2 separate regions of the Sus scrofa genome follow, and region 2 is linked to region 1. A link is a contact called in public HiChIP or PLAC-seq data. All regions are on one chromosome and are shown on one strand. Each heading gives the region's core, a stretch centred on a gene start, on an enhancer-like site or on the middle of the called end of the contact. The rest is flanking DNA. Distances are from core to core; before and after follow the strand shown. Region 1 holds the start of C9H11orf52. Region 2 holds the start of PIH1D2 (PIH1 domain-containing protein 2).

Evidence for each region. HiChIP or PLAC-seq counts read pairs in DNA pulled down with a chosen protein or histone mark.
Region 2: a contact with region 1 is called in an H3K27ac HiChIP or PLAC-seq map of alveolar macrophages. The contact joins the promoter of PIH1D2 here to the promoter of C9H11orf52 in region 1. A contact is called at or near these places in 2 of 47 Hi-C or Micro-C datasets (fetal heart ventricle and heart right ventricle) and 1 of 2 datasets of contacts at active chromatin or transcription factors (alveolar macrophages).

The regions. Positions count from the first base shown.
Region 1 is chr9:39,643,083-39,649,049 of Sscrofa11.1, forward strand. C9H11orf52 reads left to right here and starts at 3,808. Exons shown (of 4, transcript XM_003129841.4): 1 at 3,808-4,846. The coding sequence starts at 4,815. It overlaps CRYAB (alpha-crystallin B chain), which reads right to left and starts at 448. Exons shown (of 5, transcript XM_021062778.1): 1 at 81-448. It overlaps HSPB2 (heat shock protein beta-2), which reads left to right. Exons shown (of 3, transcript XM_003129868.4): 3 at 358-1,022. The coding sequence ends at 812.
Region 2 is chr9:39,774,222-39,780,587 of Sscrofa11.1, forward strand. It overlaps PIH1D2 (PIH1 domain-containing protein 2), which reads right to left and starts at 1,256. Exons shown (of 7, transcript XM_021062782.1): 1 at 1,118-1,256; 2 at 111-314. The coding sequence starts at 287. C9H11orf57 reads left to right here and starts at 1,358. Exons shown (of 6, transcript XM_021062781.1): 1 at 1,358-1,493; 2 at 2,669-2,745. The coding sequence starts at 2,677.

The sequences.
Region 1 (5,967 bases), core at 2,558-5,057:
CTCCTGGGGCGAGCCGTCTCCCACCCCAGACCCCCCCACCCCACCCCTTCTAAGCTCGGCTCCCTCCCCTTCCTGCCTACCTTGGTGCGGGCTGTGCCCGCGGTGCTGACACCTGCCGCGTCTGCCTGGGCGTGGGGGCTTCCCCTCCGACCCCCCAGATCGCGTTAGGTTTGCTCCCCGCCCCCATTTCCCTTCTCAGTCCCCTCTGTCCAGTCCCTGTCATCCCTCCCTCCCCTGCTTCTTCCGACTCTCCCCTCCTCGCTCCCCGGGCCTCACCCCCGATCTCCCCAGAGTTCACCTCCTTCCCACCCCTCGTCCCTCATCCCGCCTCTCTCCTTCTCCCCCTCTGCCCCCCAGGCCTCCTGCCAGAAGAGATCCTGACCCCCACCCTCTACCACGGCTACTACGTCCGGCCACGGGCAGCCCAAGCGGCGGAGGGCAGCAGGGCGGGGGCCTCGGAGCTTCGGCTTAGTGAGGGCAAGTTCCAGGCCTTTCTGGATGTGAGCCACTTCACCCCAGATGAGGTGACCGTGAGGACTGTGGACAACCTGCTGGAGGTGTCTGCCCGGCACCCCCAGCGCCTGGACCGCCACGGCTTCGTGTCCCGAGAATTCTGCCGCACCTACGTCCTGCCTGCGGATGTGGACCCCTGGCGCGTCCGCGCCGCGCTCTCCCATGACGGCATCCTCAACCTGGAGGCGCCTCGGGGTGGCCGACATTTGGACACAGAGGTCAATGAGGTCTACATCTCCCTGCTCCCTGCACCTCCTGATCCAGAGGAAGAGGAGGAGGCAGCCGGCGTTGAGCCCTGAATGTCACAGACCCAGCACCCAGTTGAACCCCTTGCTAGCCCCCGCCCCCACGGTGATACGGAGCAGCTGCCCACCACCCTAGAGGTAGCAGCATCCTTGGGGGAAGGGTGAAGTGCATGGTCCACAATGTATGGTTTGGTCCCTTGGGACGTGTCATAGCGTTTTTTCGTTTAGTTTAGGGTGGAGCTGAATAAACCCAAATCTCAGGGCCTGGTTTGTGCTGCTCCCTATTCTGTGACCTGGACAATGGGATGGGCAGGGAGGGAAAGACAAAAAGGACAGCTAGACAAAAAGCTGCTCAGTTCGATGTACCCAACGTCACAGCACCCTGAGCTCACACTTGGATGCTGAGATCACACCCGGAAGCTGACACTGGCTCCAGATCAAATTCCTGGCCGTAATTTTCTCACAATGCAACAAAAGAGAGTGATCCTGGGAGGGAAAAGGGATATGCCATCCAAACAGCCCAGAGGGCACTGTCTGAGCTGGTGATTAGAGACACAAAAACAAGGGTCTCCAGACTGTCTGGCCTGTTTTGGGTAGGGGTTGGGAAAACAGCTTTTGGCTTCTGTGTTGCCTAAGGCCCTGTTTTCCCACACTAAGATCTGTCCACTGAAAATGGTCTCCGATTCTGAGGGATCAGTTATGTAGACATAGGGGCACTGCCACAGAAGCCTCTGCCATTGTCACCAAAACAGAGTCTCCCTCCTCTCTGCCTATGAGAGAAAGCACTTGTTTCTAGTCTTGTATCATCCCAAAGAGAGGAGTCACTGCACCACTGCAGCCAATCCAAGACTAAATGCAGGGGATCTAGGGCTGTTGGTATAGTGGTGACGGCTAGGGAAACTTCCTTTGTAAGAGGAGTCTTAATACGACGGGAATGGTGTATTCGGGACAGCCTGGAGGATTGACCTCTTAATTACTCTCTATAATCAAGAAAGCATGTGTGTGTATGATTTGGAGTGTCCAGAAGACCTCCCTGCCCCAATATAAATCTATATGGTGTGATGGACACCTGAAATTCTTCCATTAAAGTAGTAGATACTTTTTTTTTTTTTTTTGCCTTGTGGAAATTCCCAGCCAGGGATCAAACCCTCACCACAGCAGCAACCCAAACCACAGTATTGATAACGCCGGGTCCTCAACCTGCTGAGTCACCAAGGAACTTCTGAAGTGGTTGGTTCTTAACTTTTTGGGGGTTTCAGACCCTTTTGAAACATCTAACAAAAGCACTAGATCCTTGTCCAGAAACATACACATGCTCCCAAATTTGTCATGCAATTTGAATAGGTTCACACAGCTCTTGAGATCCACTTATATGCCCCTCTTAAGAATCTGTGGAGAAGTTCTGGTTGTGGCACAGTGGAAATGAATCCGCCCAGTAACCTTGAGGACTCGGGTTCGATCCCTGGCCTCCATCAGTGGGTTAAGGATCTGGCGTTGCCACGAGCTGTGGTGTAGGTCGCAGACATAGTTCAGATCCCATGTTGCTGTGGCTGTGGCATAGGCTGACAGCTGTGGCTCCGACTCAACCCCTAGCCTGGGAACTTCCATATGAGCCGGGTATGGCCCTAAAAAGCAAAGGAAAGAAGAAGAATCTGTGGACCCCACGATACAAACTTTCACTTGAAAAATTTGACTCTTAAAGGATTGCCATGTATTAAAAATCAAAGCAGGAGTTCCTGTCATGGCTCAGCGGTTAACGAATCTGACTAGCGTCCATGAGGACGCAAGTTTGATCCCTGGCCTTGCTCAGTGGGATAAGGATCCAGCATTGCCGTGAGCTGTGGTGTGGCTTGGATCCTGCATATCTGGGGCTGTGGTATAGGCCGGCCCTGTAGCTCTGATTCAACCCCTAGCCTGGGAACCTCTATAAGCTGCAGGTACAGCCCTAATAAGCGCAAAAAAAAAAAAAAAAAAAAAAAAAATTTAAAGCACGCCTTAGAGAAATAACTATTGATATATTTTTTTGTTCATTCAGTCAACAAATATTTCTTAACCCCCAAGTAATATACTATGGAGGTTGTACATTATAAATATAAATTTAAAACTATACTCCTTTATCATCTACTCACAGGAATCTTAACATATAGATGAGAAAAAAAAAAGAATTTTTAAAGGATCCTATTCAGACTTCAACCAGAACAGCTTCACTTTGATCTGTTTCATAACTGGAATTTTTACATGAGCTTCATTTAAAAGAAAGTATTCCTTAGCTAGAAAAAATTGAAACCTCTAATTTAGTACAGATTCCCCACCCCCTCAAATTCTTTAAAGATTGTTAGTCAACTTCTTTTTTTTTTTTTTTTTTTGTCTTTTGAGGGCCATACCCTCAGCATATGGAGGTTCCCAGGCTAGGGGTCCAATCGGAGCTATAGCTGCCGGCCTTCACCACAGCCACAACAACGTGGGATCTGAGCCATGTCTGCGACCTACACCACAGCTCGTGGCAACGCCAGATCCTTAACCCACTGAGCGAGGCCAGGGATTGAACCTGCAACCTCATGGTTCCTAGTCAGCTTTGTTAACCACTGAGCCAAGACGGGAACTCCAAAAGATTGTAGTCAACTTCTGTGACATTTTTTGTGGCGGAGAACTTAGATCTTCGTTTTCTTTTTTTTTTTTTTTTCACATCTGTTATAAATTCTTCCTTCTATTGAACCAAAATCTGCATTTTAGTAACTTCTGTCCATTGGTTCAGGTTATGTCCTGAAAATAAATGCAATCTTTCTTTCACTTGAGAATCCCTTTAGATATTTAAAAATAACCGTCCTTTCCTCCAAAGGCTTCCCTTTCCTAACTAAATTGGTGCACAAAACAATAAAGTAAGATACTTGACCAACAATCAGCTGAGAATGAGAAGTAGTAATAATAGCTAAGGCTTACCAAGGGGGTCCCCTGTGCCAGGCCCTGGACTGGAGTTTCATGTATGTTATTTCATTTCATTTTTACCACAGTCCTATGAGGCTGTTGCTTTTTTCTTCTCCAGTTTCATAAGGAAAGAAGATGGGGAGGAAAGAAGAGTCTAGGGTACCCTCTGTGGAGTACAGGGCCGAGCACTGGTCCTGAGCATCTGTGAGGGACACACAAATAACTGGGCATCTGAGCAAGGCACTAAAGATAAGTGTGGGAGCACTGAAGGCAAACTGCACCGGTTCCACAAATCCTCCTAGAGCCCCCATTTTCTCCAGAGGAACTTGTTCAGCTGCATCCTAGTTGCCAGTGTGTGTGGAAAGAGTCTAATTCTGTGTCATTGGAGGAGAAGCTGAGTTGCAATTAAATGGCGATTCCCGTAGTTCTGTCCTGGGGATGGGGAAGTGAGTGGTTAAGGAGTGCTGAGGCCATTCCAATCAGAGAATCATATGATGCTTGACCAGAAAGGGGATTAAGTGGTAAGTTCAGTCCTTTATTTTTAACGGTCCTAGAAAAAAAGTGATTTGTCCACATAAATTCCAGTAGCATGGGAGGAGAGAAAAAGAAAAAAAGGAGACCATTTCTCTAAATTTTAGTTTCCAAGAGGTCCAGTATTCAAACCCATATTCTGGACAGATATCAGAAGAAGCTGAGAGCGATTACCTTGAAAGTGAATCTCCAACCCCAGTAGTGCTGGGGAAACATAAGAAAGACGCTTTATTATAGAGCATCTATTTTGATGATGGAGTGATATAATGGAGAAACATTTCCTAGGGAAACCCTTTTCTATCTCAGGTTTCTTTCCCCTGAAGCTTGAAGCTCAAAGTTCATGCTTCATCAAAGCAGTTCCAAATCCCGAAGGTGAACTCGCTCTCACCTGGAGCCTGTTGTGTTTCTCTTCCCTTTGGCTGGGAGCAGTCACCTGGGAATCTTTCCAGCAGGTGGCTTCCAAAGTCCAACCTGTTAGGTTGAAATCTGACACTGACAGCGACTCCCCGGAGCTGCTGAGGGAAGCCAGACGGGGAACCAGGAAATGCACAAGCCTCTTTCTGTTCAAAAACAGCTGGGCTCCCAGGGAGACAGAGCAGCATGGGAAACCGGCTCTGCTGCGGGGGAAGCTGGTGAGTAGGGGGAGAGGTTGGAGGGGAACGTCTCTGTTGGTGGATGTGGAGGCTCGGAGAAGAAGAGAGAGCCCGAAGATAGCTCTCTGCCAGCCTCCCACTGTCACCATCTTTCCCTGGCACCTCCAGGAGCCAATACCAGAGCAGTATGTCCTTCTGTGCTCTCTCCTTTCAGGAAACCTCAAAACACACCGCCCAGCCAGCTGTCTATAGAATGACCAGGGCAGGGCTGGAATGGTGAATGGACATTTTTGTTTCTCCTTTTCTTCTTCCTTCTCTCTCTCCCTTTCTCCTCCAGGTAATGATAATTGTAGCATTTGAGAACTTCTTATGTTCCAGGCACTTCATAATCTTATTTGATTTCTCCAACAATTCTGAGGGAGGCGGTCTTACTCCCTTCCCATTTTATAGCTAGGAAGCTGACGCTCAGAGAAGTTAACTCATTTGTCTGGGGTCCCATGGCTAGTAAGCAAATAAACCAAGATTCCAACCCAGGCCTGTATGACTTCCGAGCTCATAGTTTTAACCTCAGCACAATACTGCCTCCTAAATCAAGCAAATCAACTTTGGGAAAATGTTTATTTAAAAGGGCTTCAGAAATGAGGAGAAGCAGCATATCCATCGAATTTTTGAACAGAACTTTCACATTCTTTTGCTGTGTGACCTTAGGCAAACCCTGTAACTTCTCTTTTTCCTCATATATAAAATGTAAATAACGCAACCTGTGTTGTTTAGTTCACAAGCCTGAAGAGCAGGGGGATGTGAAAGTCTCATGAGAAATGAGTTACATTGTCTTTATTGTTCTTTCCCAGAGTTGTCATCACTGTTGCTAAATAGCAAAAATTCAATCAAGTAAATTTTAAAGATTTCATTGGCTTTATTGAATGGTTCATGCATGGCGCAGCATCAGAGGAGTTGTTCAAAATGAAAGGCTCTTATAGGCAGAAGAGGGAAGGGATCAGGAAAGAGCAGATGACTTCATCTTCCTTTGCGCAATGGAAGGGTCTCTGTGGCAGATTAGCTCATTGTTGCTGCCCAGAAAGTTCCAAACGGACTGTTTAAGACTACATTCCTGGGGCAGGTCGCAACTCCAGTGCGTCTAGGGCTTAAGTCGTGGTTTG
Region 2 (6,366 bases), core at 6-2,505, 130 kb after region 1:
CTCTCAAGTTTTGTGTTGAAGTAGCAATAGCTAAGGGTAAGTCATTCTCTGGTTACTCCAGGACCATCTAATTCAGGATTTCCCTTTCTCTGGGCATCAACTCTACATACCAGGATCCTGGTTTGCAGACAGAGCCATGGTTCTGGGGCCGCACAGAGCTGTTTCCCCTCTTTCAGCTGCTGTTGAATGAACTTCTCATAGCTCTCAGGGTTACTTTCAGCCAGATCATCTAGAAGGTTCCAGAGTTGAGTAACTTGGGTGAGCAGACCTTTTGAGGATTTCTCCATGATTGAGATGAATTAGGCCTCTTAAATCTGTGGAAAGACATTTGAGGGAAAAAAGGTCTACTGATTCATTTATTTTTGGGGGGAGGAGGAATACGTCAGGAATTGTTTTGTTGAAGTTAGCAACTATCCTTAATACCTGTGTCTAAAAGACTGTGGCTCAGCACCATTTTATCTTTTCCTTATTCTCTAATTATCTAGTACCACTTCCTACATTCTCAAGATGTTCCCTCAGATAATAAGGCCTTACCTCTGTCTAGAGCCTCAAAAACCCTAAGGGGACAGAGTAATCTTTTAAAGTTTGGATTTCCTGGAATTTTCTTGTTCCAGTATCCTGGTATTAGCTAAGTGGTGCCTATCCAGTTCCTTTATTTGCTAGAGGTGTGCTGTGGATTGAAGGCTACACAAGACTTCCTCAATCTTTGGTATAATCTAGTAGTTAACAGCATGGACTCTGCAGACAGAATGCATAGAATTCCAGTTTTAGCTCTATCCATCACTTACTAGCTGTGTGATTTGAGCATTTAATTTACATACATGTATCAGTTTATTCCCCTCTAAATGAAGACAATAATACCTATCTCGTAGGGTTATCGTGAGGATTAAGTAAGGTAACACAGAGAGGCTGAACACTTGCTAAGCCTTACATAAGAATAGTAATATTCTCTCCATGACTTGAGGTAACCTTCCTCCCTCCTCCTTCCCCTCAATGGAGACGTGTCCCATAGCATCGACAGAATGAGGAAAAGAGTAAGTTTGGGTTGCCTGAACACTACAGGAAGGTTAGACTAAAAGGGAAATGTAACTGTCTTTCCAGAGGTCGGCAAACCCACCTCCTCTCTTGGTTTCCTGACAAACCGCGACGCCTGTTACCGGGGTAACCATCTTGGTACAACATCTAATTGGGTCCGGGAAGCTCCAGGCAGAAAGTTCTTTTTACACCTAGTTCCGGAATCTTCTCCTTCTGGTGCTGGGCTTGCTTTCTGGCTGAGCCCGACCCACTTCTTTTCCAGGAGGGCGCTCACCTCCCTTTCTGCACCTGTTGACCTCTACAGTGTCCTGGAAACCCTCCTGTGGGAGTCTCTGTGACTCCTGTTGGTGGGAAGAATTTCTTAGGGGCACGACTTCCGGCCTGAAAAGGAAGTCGGCTTCCTTCTCCCCCAGATCCCTTCCTCCCCCTGCCCCCGTCACGCGAGGCTGCGGCGCACGGTATGGGTGTGTTTGTGTGTGTTTCTGTGGGGAGGGTGTTTGGAGGGAAGGTTACCGGGAGCTCCGCGGCCGCTGGGGGGCAGGGGTGCCGGTGACGAAGATGGGGGTATTTTCTGTGTCTTCCACTTGGAAGCCTCAATCCCCTCTTCAGCCACTCTAGGTACTTTTTGGGGCCCAGTCGAGGGGCGTCCCCGGCCAAAGCGTCCCCATCCTTTTGGGAAGGCGGAACCCAACCTCGGGGCCGTCCCAGAGGAGCGTGAGCGGGGAGTGCGCTAGCCAACTTGGCCGTCCGGATTCCGAGCCAGAGCAGCCTCCGGCCTCAGTCCGGAGAAAAATCTGCCTGTCGGCCTGGGCTGGGGAGAGGCGGCGGTGGCGAGGCCCACGGGTGAGGGCGGAATAACCGGTGGGAAGGCTGCGTTTTCACGAAGGACTCGGGTGAAGCTGCAGAGCTGCCTTTGAGCCCTGACTCCTTGGCTTCCTGGGTCGGAGGAGATCTTGTAATGGAGTGGTTCTTCGTCTCACACTAACAAGATGCCTGATTTCCTCAGGATCAAGGGGTGAGTGAGCGGTGGGGTGGTTGCACAAAGCCCTTGCTGGCTACACACGTGAATATCCCTGTCCTCTGTTTTTTGGAGGTTTCTGTCCAAAGTAGAATATAAGATACCCTTGAATGGAGAAATTTAGGGCATCTCGGCATTCGATGTTTTTAGACGTCAATTTTTGTTACTGTTGACATTTGTTTCGCTGACATTCTCAAATCTAGGTATTTACTTAATTGCAGACTAATTTTGGGATTCAAAAACTGGTTTCTAATCTAGACCTCGTTTGCCTTGGAATATGTGGCCTGGGGCAAGTTATAGCTTTAAGAGAATTTCACCTACGAAATAGGAATGAAGATACCTGCCTCATCTAAAACAATTACTTTGAGAATTAAATGATGTTCCTCAAAGCACTTAATTTGTGCAGTTTGAAAGAACTCCAGTGGTCATTACCTCCTTTCGTCCTCACATTGGTGTGGTCAGGTGTTTTCCCCTTTAGTGGTGAAGGAAAAACTATTCTGCACGACCTGTGACTTCAGTGATTTTCCCTTTAACTCATGCTTTATTAAAACACAGTAATAAAAATAAGGTAACATAGTGAATTATTATTAAAAGTTACTTATCGATTCATTTCAGATTGAAGAATGTCCCGAGTTCCCTTGGGGAAAGTCCTCCTGAGGAATGTCATCCGGCACACAGATGCTCACAATAAGGTGAGAGGTCCAACCTTGTGATTCCTCTTGCTTAATGAGGGCATACAGTGTGCCGTAAATTATTTTGGTACAGTTGGGAGATACATGATAAATCAAATAGAATTAGAATATAATTTGATAAGTATAATGGAGACATATACAAAGTGCTTTCATGCACTGAGGAAGGAATAATGAAATCTGCCTTGGGGAATTAGGAAAGGCTTCATAGAATGGGTGGTATTTGAGCTTCTGATATTTGAACTGGTTCTTGATGAGCAGGCTCTAGTGTACCAGGTGGAAAACATTATTCAGGGCAGAGGGAAAGTCATGCACTAGCATATACAAGGAGCGTAAAGAACTTGGGGCAAGAGATTGTATGTATCCAGAGAGAAGAGAAGGGGGACCAGGGGCGGGGGGGGGATGGCAGAAGATGAGGTCTGAGTGGTAAATTACAGTTAGATTTTGGTGCTTAGAGATTAGACTTTTTCCTCGAGGCAGAAAAGAAACCATCACATTTTTTGTGTTTGTTTTAATTTGTTATGAGAATTTTTTTTTAAAATGTCTTTTTCTTTTCTTTTTTTGTGTGTTTTTGCCATTTCTTGGGCCGCTCCCGCCACATATGGAGGTTCCCAGGCTAGGGGTTGAATCGGAGCTGTAGCTGCCTGCCTATGCCAGAGCTACAGCAAAGCGGGATCCAAGCTGTGTCTGCAACCTACACCACAGCTCACGGCAATGCCATATCCTTAACCCACTGAGCAAGGCCAGGGATCGAACTTGCAACCTCATGGTTGCTAGTCTGATTTGTTAACCAGTGAGACACGACAGGAACTCCATAAAAATGTCTTTTTCTTTTTACTGCCACAACTGTGCCATGTGGAATTTCCTGGGCTAGGGGTCAGATGGAGCTGCAGCTGCTGGCCTACGCTGCCATAGCAGCACTGGATCCTCAACCCACTGAACAAGGCCAGGGATCAAACTTTCATCCTCAGAGTTCCCGTTGTGGCTCTGATTAACGAATTCGACTGGGAACTATGAGGTTGCGGTTCGATCCCTGGCTTCACTCAGTGACTTAAGGATCTGGTGTTGCCATGAGCTGTGGTGTAGGTCGCAGACGTGGCTTGGATCCCAAGTTGCTGTGGCTGTGGCATAGGCTGGCAGCTGTAGCTCCGATTAGAGCCCCTAGCCTGGGAACCTCCATTTGCTGTGGGTGCAGCCCTAGAAAATACAAAAAAAAAAAAAAGAAAAAACCTTGCATCCTCATGGACACTATGTATGGTTCTTAAGCCACTGAGCCACAATGGGAACTTCTTTAATTTTTTAAAAAAATTTAAAAATTTAAGAAATTTTTAAAAGTATCATTGAGCTACAATGTTGTGTCAGTTTCTGATGTACATCAGTGTTCAGTTTTAGATAAGTGTATTCATATATATTCTTTGTCATATTATTTTCAATTATGGCTATTAAATATGTTAAATATAGTTCCCTGTGTAATATAGGAGGACCTTGTTGTTTATCTGTTTTATATATAGTAGTTTGTATATGCTAATCCCAGACTCCTAATTTAGCCTTTCCCCATTCCCTTTCTCCATTGCTAATCATAAGTTTGTTTTCTGAGGGAGTTCCCATTGTGCCGCAGTGGAAATGAATCCAAATAGGAACCCTAAGTTTGTTTTCTATGTCTGTGAGTCTGTTTCTGTTTTGTTAATAAGCTCATTTATGTCATATTTTAGATTCCACATATAAGTGATAGAGTATTTGTCTTTCTCTTTCTGACTTACTTTGCTTCGTATGATAATCTCTAGGTCCATCCATGTTGCTGCAAATGGCATTATTTCCTTCCTTTTTAATGGCTGAGTAGTTTTCCATTGTGTGTACATACCACAGCTTCTTTATTCATTCGTCAGTGGACATTTAGGTTGCTTCCATGTCCTGACTACTGTAAACAGTGCTGCTATGAACTTTGGGGTGCATGTATCTTTTTGAATTAGAGTTTTCTCCCAATATATGCCCAGGAGTGGAATTGCTGGATGACATTGTAACTCTATTTTTAGTTTTTAGACAACCCTCCATACTGTTTTTCGTAGTGGCTGACCATTTTACATTCCCAGAAATCATCAAATGTTTTTAAGCAGAGCTTGACATGGTCATATTTGTATTTTAGAAAGATGATTTGTTAGTTGGGTAGAGGGTAGATCAGATGGGGCGAAACAGTAGAGAGACCATTTAGGAGGCATTTGCAATGTTCTAGGTGAGAGAAAACAGTGACAGTAGGGATGAAGATGAGGAATTTAGGCAATAGAGTCCAAAAAACTTAATGATCGATTGGATGATAGTGATAATTAAGGGGTCAAATATAACCACCTTCTGTGACTGAGGGAATGATGATCATGCATTAATTGAGATGGGGGTCAAGAGAAAAGAGACAGGTATGTTGGAAGAAGTAATTAGTCTGATTCTGAACCTGTTGATGGTGAGGTGCTTACAAGCTGTCCAAACAGTTGGAAATTCATACTTAGAGGAAAGGAGAAAAGTTGAGGCTGGATTTAAAGGCTTGGGAATTACTCATATGTAGGAAGCGGTAGTGGTCATGAGAGTAGATGAGGTCACCTAGGAGAGCACATTCAGTGAAGCGACGGCCAAGGACCCTTGTTTGGTTTTCTTTGGTGAACTTTACAACTCCTAGTTTGATCATATGTTATTACCGTCATATCACTTGATACTTTGATTGTGAGTGAGGGTATAACTATTACCTAAGCAGTCTCTGTAATTGTGTTAAACCACTCATTAGATGATTGGCTTAGAGTTGAAAGCAGTGGCTTAAAAAGATAAATCTAGCACAGATATAATAATATTACAGGAGGACTTAGAAAACAAAATGATTTATTGCTCTTTGTTTTTTTTTTTTTTGTTTTTTAGGGCCACACCCGAGGCATATGGAGGTTCCCAGGCTAGGGGTCCAATCAGAGCTGCAGCTGCTGGCCTGCACTGTAGCTCACAGCAATGCTGGAGCCTTAACCCTCTGAACAAAGCCAGGGATCCAATCCGTAACCTTGTGGTTCCTAGTTGGATTTGTTTCTGCTGCACCACGACGGGAACTCCAAAATGATTTATTATTCTTTGGGCATCTATGCTCTGCTCAGATTTTATTTTGTTTTTCTTTATTTTTCCTTTTTATGGCCGCATCTGCAGCATATGGAAATTCCCAGGTAAGGGATTGAATAGGAACTGCAGCTGCCAGCCTATGCCACAGCTACAACTATGTGGGATCCAAGCTGCATCTGTGACCTCCACTGTTGCAGCATGTGGCAGTGCCAGATCCTTAACCCACTGAGTGAGGCCAGTGATCGAACCTGCAATCTCAGGGACACTCTGTCAGATTTTGAACCCTCTGAATCACAGTGGGAACTCCCTGTTTTGCTTTGTTTTTAACCAAAATTATTATGTTGTGAAAAGAGACTTAGCCTAGGAAGTTTAAAGACCTGTTCTTACTAGCTTTTTGACTTTGGTAAAAAAAAAATCTCTGAGCATTTGTTTCTTTTCAGTAAAATGTAATAATGGGACAGAACACGTAAATCAGCAATAATGGAAAAAATAAAAATCATTATAAAAATATAGTAATGGTACTTTGCTTTCTTCATAAGA